2 separate regions of the Ovis aries genome follow, and region 1 is linked to region 2. The links are chromatin contacts, called in public Hi-C maps. All regions are on one chromosome and are shown on one strand. The core of a region is the stretch at or near the end of the contact, and the rest is flanking DNA. Distances in the headings are between cores, read along the strand shown.

Region 1 (5,795 bases), core at 1,503-4,002, 180 kb after region 2:
TCTCACCTCATGGGTGGTCCAGAGTGTTCGCTGAAGGACAATACCAGGCTTGGCTCCTCTGACCTCAGCTTGGAGCCCAAGTCCTGTTTCAAATTCAAACTGGCTTGGCCAGTTTACAAAACTTGTTGGGAGAAGGACGGCTTGCATGATATGGACAGTGAGCATGATTTGAATCTCAGTTTTGCCATCCAAGTGTTTTATGTAAGGGAATGTGAATTTGAGGCAGACCTTAGCCTGGCTGGTCTGTACTGTACTGGCCTTGCTGTACTATTGCTGTGGAAGTGGCGTAGGGAGCAGGACAAATTGGAGGACAGGGCAGATATGAAAAAGAGACAGACAGACGGGAAGATGTTCAGTGACGCAATCCATGGGCATAGGGCTTACCCTGCAGCTCCCAGGCTTCTTCTGGCAATTTTCCTAGCTTCCAGGTAGCTTGACCAAGCAGACAGAATAATGTGGCCACTTCCATGAAGAGGGTACCTCTTTCCCTATGTAAGTGGGTAATCCGTGGCTCACTCAACAAAGCAAAAGCAGCGACTGACACACCCCAGCTGATTTTGTTGGTAAACATTATCCAACTGTTTTCTTATTAATTTACCTTGGCAATACCTCTCGATTATATAATTATGTGGAATTTCAGACCCATATTTACTTCTATCCCCCACACACCTTCTGTTCCTTCATCTTCCTGCCACCATATTGAGAGAAAGGACACACATCTTGTCTCAGCTCCTGCAGAACCTCAAACAGTCCTATTGGGAGAGAAGACAGATGTCATCCAAAGAGTGGGGTGAAACCAGGGCTGTGGCAGGAAGTGGTGACTGGAATGGGGGGATAGTGGTGCACACCTGCTCAGCAGGTGAGCTGGCCTGCCCGGAGCAGGCAGGATCCACCTACAGGAAATGCCAAATAGATACTGGGAACAAGAGCTAGAAAAGCAAAGTGACAAGTGCCTATTGTGAAACAACCTAGTTTGAAATAGTTCATGTTGATCATTAGGGAGGACTAGAGAATTCTGGCCAGTTGAGTACAACTGTCAGGGGAAGAGGGGAAGCTGAGATCTTTCCTGAGGCAAAGAGGAGGGCTTGAGAAACAAAATAGGGGGTAACTCATAAACAGAAATCAAAGAATTGCTGATGCACTGCGGCTCAAACCCAGCAGCATCCTCAGAGATTCAGTACCCAGAGGTGCTGTCTTCGAAGCCACTGTGTAGGTGGAGGAAATCCCTCTGAGAGAGTCTTTTCAGCCAGATCAGATTCTGGTGGTTTGAGTAAAGTGTCTGCCTACAATTTGGGAGACCCAGGTTCGATCCCCTGGCTTGGGAAGATCTCCTGGAGAAGGGAAAGGCTACTGAATACCTTCAGTATTCTGGCCTGGAGAATTCCATGGATTGTATAGCCCATGGGGTGGCAGAGTCAGACACGACTGATTGACTTTCACTTTCAGGGGCCAGAAGGAAGCTCTGTTCTCTAGGGGCAGGCCAGACCTCCAGCATCAGAGTCACCTGGGAATTTGATAGACATGCAGATTCTCAGGCCCCAGCCCTACAGAATCAGAAACTGAAGGGGGTGGGGTGGGGGGTGCCCAGAAGTCTGTGTTTTAAAATCCCTCCCATGTGTATCTGATGTCCCATATTGTTTGAAAAGCACTGTGCTATTGACATAGACACCTGGGGATGCTCCTGCACTCAAAAATGGCTCTCCCTCTATCTTCCTCATCTCTCTAGAACCACCACCCCTGTCTCTCTCATCCAGGCTGGGGACCTTGGTGTGTGTCCCACAGGGCTGCTGTGGAGGGGGGCAGCACGGAATAACTGAGTTGAGGGGTGCTGATCACCCGGGAACTTGCTAGACAAGACAAATTATCCAGCAGGTGGAAGTGTCCTGGGGAAGGCATGCCTTAATGCTAAGTTGTACAAAGTCAGGGTTTAGTCGCATGGTGGGGTTCCATCCCAGGCTCTCTTCACTTTCTTCTTCCCAATCCGTCATCAAATCCTCCAGGGGTTCTACTTATGGAGCATCTCCTGAATCCGCCCACCACCACCATCCTTCTCAACACCATCTGATACCTGTCCCTCTCTCCCCATTCCACTGCCCTTTCACACAGGCACACACATGTGCATGCCCGCCTTCACATACATGCACAACACAGGAATCTCTGCCAGTAACTCTTGCCTGTGGGGTAAAGTTCATGTTCATCCTGGTATCCAGAGGTCTCTTCCTGCCAGCCACCCCTGACTGCTCCCATGTTATCTCCTAGCCTTCTTCATGAACCCTCTGATCCAGCCAAACTGGTCTACTGGTAAACCCTGATAAGATAAGCTAGTCAAATTAGAGCCAGTGAACCCGGGACAGGTACAGGCAGCCACGAGAGTGTCTCGGTGGTACAGCTGCAGAAACTTGAAGTACTTAGGAGTCCAGGTGGACGCTCTTTGATAAACAGTCCCACACTTAGATCAAGTGGAGAATGGTACTCACTTGAGTGGAAAGGGACTCACTCCATGGTGCTTTCTCTGTACCTCTTCCTTTCTTTTGTTATATCTTTCTTGGAAAGTCTAGCTTGAGAAACGGTTTTGTGGCTGTTTTCCAACAAGCAATATATTTTGTAGAAAATTAATCAAGTACTTGGATTATGGGAGCAAATCTCAGTTGATTTCAGTGTTCCTGCAGAAAGAACGTGACCGCCTATCTTCATGACCCAAAGAGCACTATCGCCATCTGGTGGTTGCTACCTGAAACACAGGCAGAAGTGCATTCATTCATTCGACAAACATTCCGTGAGTACCTATTGAGTGACAGACAGGCTTTCTCCTGGCCTCTGAGAATACACCGTTGAATCAGAAAAGGTCTCTGTTCCCCAAACATTTACATCTACAGGGTAGACATGCAATTAGTCAGGCAACTTCAGTGGAGAAAGCTTGGGGACCTGTGGTAGGACAGGGAACTCATCATCATGGGTAGTCCTGGAGGACTTCCTTGATGAGGTGGAGTCCAGCCCAAGTGTCTTGAAAATGCACAGGAAGGAGTTTGGCCTGTTAGAGGAGGGTGAGGATATAAGATGACACAGGGCTTGCCGTGACTCAGCTGGGCACAGGTACAAGGCTGGCTGGGACTTCAGTACACAGACCAGTGTAGTTGGGACCAGTACAGGCAGGAACTGGACAAAGAGTTCAAGGTACAAGGTTGACTTCTTCAGGCAGACCAAATGGTTTTGATTCACAGCGTCCACTGGGGCGTGGAGAACTGAGGCTTGACTCAAGCAGCACTAGAGTCTGGGAGGGTCGAGTTGGGCAGATTAGTCTTGTCTAGTTGGGTCTAGATGAGCATCACATGTAGGGGGATGGCATCAGTGGCCTCATGGAGCTGCAGGCAGGCTCCCGGCAGTGAATTAGCACAGAAACCTAGCTAGCAGCTGGGGCTTGGGTGGTAGGCTCAGTCTCCTGGACTGCATAAACTTGGTCAGATGTCAGCACTCCATCACTGTGGAGGCCAGACCCACTTTCTCTCTGAACCCTGAACTGACTACAAGCTTTGACTCAGTGTGAGTGTTAGTCTCTAAGTTGTGCCCAACTCTTGAGACCCCATGGACTACACTATAGCCTGTCAGGCTCCTCTGTCCATGGGATTCTCCAGGCAAGGATACTGGAGTAGGTTGCCATCCTCTTCTCCAGGGGATCTTCCCAACCCAGGGACTGAACTCACATCTCCTGCATCCCAGACAGATTCTTTACCATCTGAGCCACCAGGGAGGCCCTTCGCTTTTAGGGGGGCCTCAGTTACCATTTCTCACCCTGTTCTGGCAGCCTGTTTCCTACGTAGGGGTTGTTGGGTGGAGAGCATGCCCGGATGGGATCTATCTGTGGCAGGAATGCTGTGTGTCTGCCAGCCTTGTTTCTTTCTCTTCCAAGGTCCGCTGCGTTTCTCAGCCTTTTTCACAGGCAAGTATGTCCCATGTCTGAATTCTGTCCAAGGAAATAAAGATGGGTGTGTCTGTGCCACTTCGGAGTCTGACCTGTGAAGACCTTCCTCCCATCTTTTTCCTTTTTCCCATCTGTCAGCTGGTTGTAGATGATCCAGCATCTGAGGGTTAGTAGGTGGGGGTGGGGTAGGGTCACAAGATCAGAAGAGCCTGCATTCCAGAGTCCCTGCCTGGAAGGCTGGCTACCAAATGCCCACTTTCAGATTGCTCAAGGTGAGCAAGAAGTAGACTTCCACAGGTCAAGCCCTTGAGATCTCCTTGTGTCTGTGTGTGTGTTAGTTGCTCAGTCGTGTCTGACTCTCTACAACCCCAGAGACTGTAGCCCACCAGGCCCCTCCGTCCATGGGATTCTCCAGGTAAGAACACAGGAGTGGGCTGCCATTTCCTTCTCCAAAAGGAACTATAGAAAGAAAGTGAAGTCGCTCAGTCGAGTCCAACTGTTTGTGACCCCATGGACTGTAGCCTACCAGGCTCCTCCACCCATGGAGTTTCCCAGGCAAGAGTACTGGAGGGGGTTGCCATGTCCTTCTCCATGAGATCTCCTCATTCAATACTTATTCTATCCATTCCTCCCCTCCAGGAACCAATTCTTCTTTCTATATTGCTGTTCTGGGGTCTGGGGGGGGGGTCCTACTATCTGCTGATGGGCGTATTTCCTTGAAGGCAGCTCCTGCTGAAATTTCTAATTATCTTCTGTTTGGGGGACTCCTCATTTGGGGGCCTATGTCGTAGTGCCCTCTTTCCTCTATGCCGGGAGTTGGTGGTGCCAACTCGTTGCCTGGAATAGCATTGAGATCTGCTATCAAACTCTGTACACGCTGGATTCTACTTTCTGGGTGTGTCTCCACTATGCCTGCTTTACCTTCTGTGGCTAAGAGGTGAAAAATGGCTGTTCCAGACATTCACTTGCTAGAAACCTCCAAGACTTGCTTTAAGGCAGTCAAGCTGTCTGCCGACCTTCCATTCGCAAGCAGAAGGATGCTCGATTGTCCACACGTGACCACACTCCGCCATGAGAAGTGCCAAGAGAGATTCAACGACAGTTTAGGAAGTATGAGCCTCTAACAAGCTGAGATCGTGGGTGACGTACATTGACAGGCTGAGATGTGAAGGAAACGGGATGGGCCATACCATTCCTGCCTAGCAAATCCCATGAACAGAGGAGCCTGGTAGGTGACAGTCCATGGGGTCACAAGAGTTCAACACGACTTAGTGACTAACCCACCAGGATGTGTGATTAGCAATATCAAGAGTAGCTTGTGACTTTCCTGGTGGTCCTGTGGCTGAGACTCTATGCTCCCAATGCAGGGGGACTCGGTTCAATCCCTGGTGGGGGAACTAGATCCCACAAGCCACAACTAAGACTCGGCTCAGCCAAATAAATACATATTTTTTAAAAAGAGCAGCTTGTAGTCAACAACTTCCAGTGATGATACAGTCAAGGTCTGGACAGTGGCACTGCTTCAGCATCCCCACTGTGTGACTGGGGACTTGAGCGATGTTGACATGCAGAGGTTAGACTATAATCTGATGAGCTCAGTACTCGTTTTAATAATGAAGCCAGAGGAGGAACTGTTGACCTACGTAGAATCACATTACTCTCCTGCTTACAGGCCTTTCTTCAGTGGTTCCCCTTTTCTCTGGGAAGGAAAGAGTACATTTTACACACCACAAACCAGGTCTTGGGTGTTCTGACGCTCACTTTTCCTTCTCCACCATCCAATCTCATGTTTCCCTCACTCAGTGTTTCCCAGGCCAGTGTGCCAGTGTTGTCCCAGGTACCGAGCACAAACCCAGCAAATAAATGTTGATGAATG
Region 2 (5,306 bases), core at 2,688-5,187:
GTAATGCCCTTCACAACCAATTTAGGGAGGCCGATTACCAGCTCATCTTCCAGAGGGGCAAAGAAGGGCAGAAAGCTTGAGGAGCTTGCCAAGGTCACGTGACTGCTGGCTCTGGAGTCTGTTCGACAGTCCCCTCTGCTTGGGTCCAGGGGACACACGTCCAGTTCCTGAACTGGCCTCAGTCTAGGAAGCTGCTGTTTCCAATGACTATGGGGTTTTGGACTTATTCATGGATCACAGGTAATTGATCCTCCAAGACTCACTCAAGGACAGCACACCTGGAGCTGCTAAGATCCAGGCTTCGATGAGGGAACAGCTGGCTAAGAAGGCCTGAATCTCCTAACTAAGACACAGTAATGGCCAGCCTCAGCCTCCTCCTGCCAGGACTCTTTTTCACTGGACCTGACCTTGAGCCGCTCACCCTCAACAGCTGCCAAACGCCAGCCTCCCATCAGGAGCCTCAGAGGCCTGCTCAGCTGCCAGATCTCTTTTCTAAATCTTTTGCCATCACTGACCACACATTATCTCTAAATGTATTACAGTTTGGCTGTGGTTTCTGTTAAAAAAATACCCACCTACACTCTTGCAAAAAAAAAAACACCTAAAATGAACACAAAACACACTTAAGAGGTATATTATTTTCTCCTTCCCAGGAAAAAAACAAAACCAACAACATTAATTTTAATCACTAGGCACAGATCAAAGTGAAAGCAAAATATGTTTCCGTTAAAGTCAAGCCGCCCGAGTTTACGGTGTGCAGTGAGGCGCTACACCACCTGCCGGCGGGGCCAGCAGACCCCTCCCGGAGCCTTCGGATACTGTGTAGCTGCCTGCAAGGCTCTCTGCATCCTTCAGGGCCTGGCTTAAACGCTCCTCCTCGACCCTCTGCCATAGCAGGAATCAAGGCTCCCTCCTCCAGGCTCCCACATTCTATTCCTGCCGGAAATGGTGCTGGCCATGGGGAGGGGGCAGGGCTATCACACATGTTCAGTCTCCCTCTGCACTGGGAGCTCCTTAAGGGCGGGGGACCATTCACTTCTTTCATTTCTCTATCCAGCAGCCAACCAGGCAGGTCGTCCAGGTTTACTGGATGAAATTGAGGGAGTTTAGCAATCAGAGCTTGAGGTGCAAAGGCAGTAGGTCAAGCAAAGCGGTGCTTTCTGAACATTCAAAAATCCATCCACCATGTATTATCCACAGTCGCGACCCCGCCATGGCCAAATCAGAGTCAGAGCCAGGACCCATGTGCCTCGGTTAAAGGCTCCTGGCGAATGGGGGCACTTTTCGCGGGGACCTTCTTCCCCGTAAGCTGGGTGTTGGTGAGGAATGAGGCAGGCGCTCTTCCTACCTTCAGCCTCCACAGAGGATACGGTGAGTCTGTGTCCCGGTTGAAAAACCTAGTTGTCTTTGTCCCCGCGCTTAATAAATATTCTGCTGGCAAACCCTGTGTTTGTGAAATATACCGGATCTGCAAGGAAAGATGGGAATGAGGTCAGGGCTTTTCCTGTCACCATACACGTGGTATACTAACAGCTCTAGTGTCTCAGAGAAAAATGACAATTTTATAGGGAGAGAATGAAGTAATCAAAGGAAAAGGGAAAAGGAAGAAGAACAAAGAAAGAAAAGCCAGGCGATCCTCAATTGTAAACTTGGATACTGGTACTTGAAGGGATAACACAGGTAAGATGCTTCAATAAAGGTTGTGGCTAAATTTAAAAAAAAAAAAAAAGTGATTGAAGGGAAGGAAGGTTTGGGAGACAGTATCACACCTCAGAGCCCCACCCCATGTCAGGTTATGGATGGGGTGCCCATCCAGACAAATGAAGAGAGCTGGCTGAGAACACCTGTGCTGTCTGGACCCACCTGATCATACTCTGAAGCTCCTGGATACAGTGGCCAGCCCAGGAACAGCTCTGCAATGACGCAGCCCAAAGACCACATATCAATTGCCTCACAAAATGGTAAACCCAGGATGATCTCAGGGGCCCTGAAAAGGAAGAATGGAAAAAAAACAGTCATTAGCAATTTGGAAAAGCAGGAAGCTATTTCTATACGAATTCTAAAAAAAAAAAAAATCCAGTCTTTCAAACCCAAGCTACCATTACTGACCCCCGCAAGGTCCTGTTGTTCTTGAGCTGGGTTGCAATGATCTTTGTATCCTTTGGCTTGGTCCTCCCATCAGTAGGGTGCCTAGCTAGGTGACTGGCTGAGATGCACGGCAGGTCTGAGGTTGTAGAGCAGACCCAGAGGGAACCACAGCTACTGCTTCACTACCATCACGCTCCAGCCAGACGAGCTAATCAACGCCTTTGAGATACTCAGGAATTATCTTTTGTAGCTGAAAACCCAGGAAATCAACCTTTAGAGAATGCCCAGGTTTTTTTTAATTTTGCTGAGTGGCGTGCAGGATCTTAGTTTCCTGCTGCTAAGCTGCTAAGTCACTTCAGTCGTGTCTGACTCTGTGCGACCCCATAGACGGCAGCCCACCAGGCTCCACCGTCCCTGGGATTCTCCAGGCAAGAACACTGGAGTGGGTTGTCATTTCCTTCTCCAATGCATGAAAGTGAAAAGGGAAAGTGAAGACGCTCAGTTGTGTCCAACTCTTAGCAACCCCATGGCCTGCAGCCTACCAGTCTCCTCCATCCATGAGATTTTCCAGGCAAGAGTACTGGAGTGGGTTGCCATGGCCTTCTCCACTTAGTTTCCTGACCAGGGATCAAACCTGCTCCCTGAACATTCAGTGGAAGCTCCAAGTCTTAACCACTGGGTCACCAGGGAAGTCCCAAGGATGCTTAGTTTTTACAAAGGAATTCTGAAGTACAGGTATTCTATTTTCAGTCATATATAAAACAAGTTGCCTCCCCGCAGAATGGGATTAAATCCAGTATCTGTTTATACCAACAATCCCTTTTTAGGAGTTTGTATCATACTTTTCCAAGGAAACACTAGTTTTGTTTTTTTTTTTCCATTACCTTCTAAAGAATTCTCTCCTATGACAATTATAGTACCTGGTTCATGATCTGTAGTTCAGGTGTAAATCAGAATTCCATTATAAACCCTTTCCTAACTTCAGAAAATATATTCCTTCACATGATAAACCTGGTTACCTGCTGGAACTTCTGAAGGAAATCACCTAAACTCAAAGAGAAAATTTCACATATACTTGGTAATCAAAACCAAAGACCACAAGAGTAGCTCTGCTTTTCTAGGAATTGGTCATGATTGCTAGGTTCACATTTTGGAGAAAACCATGCTCAGAGCATGAGATATGAACTCAGTTTATGATTTTTTTTTTTAAACGTGGCTTAAGGCATTCTGCTGATGCACGGGCCCAACTTCTGTTTTCTCTATCAACGGTCCCCTTGATGGCGTGATCCCGGAAGATGCAACTCCACCTTTTTAGCAGCCTGGAGAGGGAGCCTGGGAGCTGGGAGACTTTTCTCTATCGGGGTTATCTCTGCCCAGCCAGCAGGAGAGGAGGGAGGGAGGGGTGCCAGGAGCACCTCCACTTGTTGGAGCTTCGAGCTGAATTTTCCCTGCACAAAGCATCTCCCTGCCTGCTCCTTTAAACTGGCTCTCATTGCTGGGTTTTTTTTTTTTCTTTCTCTACATAACGGTTCTGAAAAAACAAGTAAGAACCAAAAGGTCTTGCTATCAAGTCTTTTGATTTTTCAGCTGTAAAAAGGAGTCTCTTCCCTTCCTTGGAGCTGGAGAGGCAGCACTACTGTTGGTGCTTCTAGGGCGCTGAGACTGTGGTCTGGGCGGCAAGGCCAAGGTTGGGTCTCCGTGGGCTTGGAAGGAGGGGACTGCTGCGGAGGGCCGGGGAGCGAGATGTCCCTGCCCCCTCGCTGCTGGGTGTCTTCAGCTCCAGTGTTGTGCCTGACACTTCGCTCTGTCCTTGGTCTTTGTCTCCTCCCAGCCTAGTTGCTGACAGTTCACGTGGACGTGGGGGATGGCTCTTGCCCTCCGGCACAGATGCCCTGGTGAGGCTGGGGAGGCATCAGTGCTGGACTGTCCCGGGTCATGGGACCTTGGACCTGGCCTAGGTCACTGTGTCCAGCGGTGCACCCAAACACCAGGGCTTCCAGAGCCACAGATCATTACGTGGAACTGAAGAGACTACCGCAGGTTGCTTCCAGCAATGCCATCTCTTCCGCGGTGGTTTCGGTTTAAAAAAAAAAAAAAAAACCACATCTTTTTGAAAAGAAGGGAGTGTCTCAAAAGAACATGATAGTGAAAATAACATGCTCTTGTCACACATGTGGCAGAACCTGCTTTGCTTTCTGTCCTCTCTGTTCGAGAGTCAGACGTGTCTACCTGCCTCCTCTCACGTGGAGACTCTGGCCTCTCCTTGGGGAGGTACCTGCTCTGGTCCTGAGAAGCCCCTCTTGTGGCAGCTGCTGCTGGCTCAGAATCAGGCATCTTGGCACCTGTCTCCCATTCTTGTGACCTGTCCCTTTGCCCGTTGTAGCCTGGACACTCCAGTCTCCAGGTCGGCTCTTAGGAACAGGCTGCTCTGGTTCCATGTGGCCATCTCTGGACTTGACCATGAGGCTGTCCTTCCTATCAGGTTAATTAACTGGCCCTCATGCCCCAGCACTCTTGCCTGGAGAATTCCAAGGACAGAGGAGCCATGGGATCGCAAAGAGTGGGACACTCTTGCGACTAACTTTCACTTTCACTTTTTCATGCCCTTAAGCAGACCACTGGGAACCCCTGGAAACCCATTTCCCAGATTCTGTTCCCTGATGATCTGCCCAGCAGAATCCAACAGGTAAGACTGTCATGCAAAGGGCATGCCAGTGATGTTCTTGGGCAAGAAACAGCAGACTCACGCTACAGGAATGGGACCTGTGAAAACCATTTAGTTGGGGACTTCCCTGGTGGCCCAGTGGTTAAGACACCGAGGTCCTTATACAGGGGGCTCAGGTTCGATCCCTGGTTGAGGAAGTAATATCCCATATGCTGCAACTAAGAGTTCTCATGCCTCAACTAAGATCAGGCACAGCCAGATAAATCGTAAGTAAATGTTAAAAAAAATTGTTTAGTCCATCAGAAAACGGAATGACAGCAATTCCTGGCATCGCGATATGTACGGCAGAGGATTTCTTTTGCTGTGATCTAGTGAGCAAATGTGCGGGCATCAGGCAGGGCAGCTGGGAGACAAAAGAAACAGAAGGTGCAGCCCTGTCCCCCACGGGCTGCTGGGGAGGCGACACCAAAGCACAGGGGACAACTGAAGCTGAGCACAAAAACATACACACACACACACACACACACACACACACACACACACACACGCGCGC

The links. Hi-C and Micro-C count contacts between places; a contact is called where the count stands out from the background.
Region 1: a contact with region 2 is called in a Hi-C map of liver, with 5 times the contacts expected there. The contact joins two enhancer-like sites. A contact is called at or near these places in 8 of 16 Hi-C or Micro-C datasets (blood, liver, mesenteric adipose tissue and 4 more).

What each region holds. Positions count from the first base shown.
Region 1 is chr4:104,715,844-104,721,638 of ARS-UI_Ramb_v3.0, forward strand. All of the region lies in intron 1 of LOC121819515 (putative HTLV-1-related endogenous sequence), which reads right to left. Among named protein-coding and RNA genes, the nearest start is that of TBXAS1, 11 kb to the right of the region's middle. Within about 2 kb of position 2,753, at least 12 of the 54 cell types and tissues checked have an H3K27ac peak or open chromatin away from gene starts, as enhancers often do. A contact at or near this core is called in liver, where this site is marked.
Region 2 is chr4:104,538,599-104,543,904 of ARS-UI_Ramb_v3.0, forward strand. It overlaps HIPK2 (homeodomain interacting protein kinase 2), which reads right to left. Exons shown (of 15, transcript XM_027968868.3): 3 at 1,864-1,987; 4 at 1,349-1,468. Among named protein-coding and RNA genes, the nearest start is that of CLEC2L, 99 kb to the left of the region's middle. Within about 2 kb of position 3,938, at least 19 of the 54 cell types and tissues checked have an H3K27ac peak or open chromatin away from gene starts, as enhancers often do. A contact at or near this core is called in liver, where this site is marked.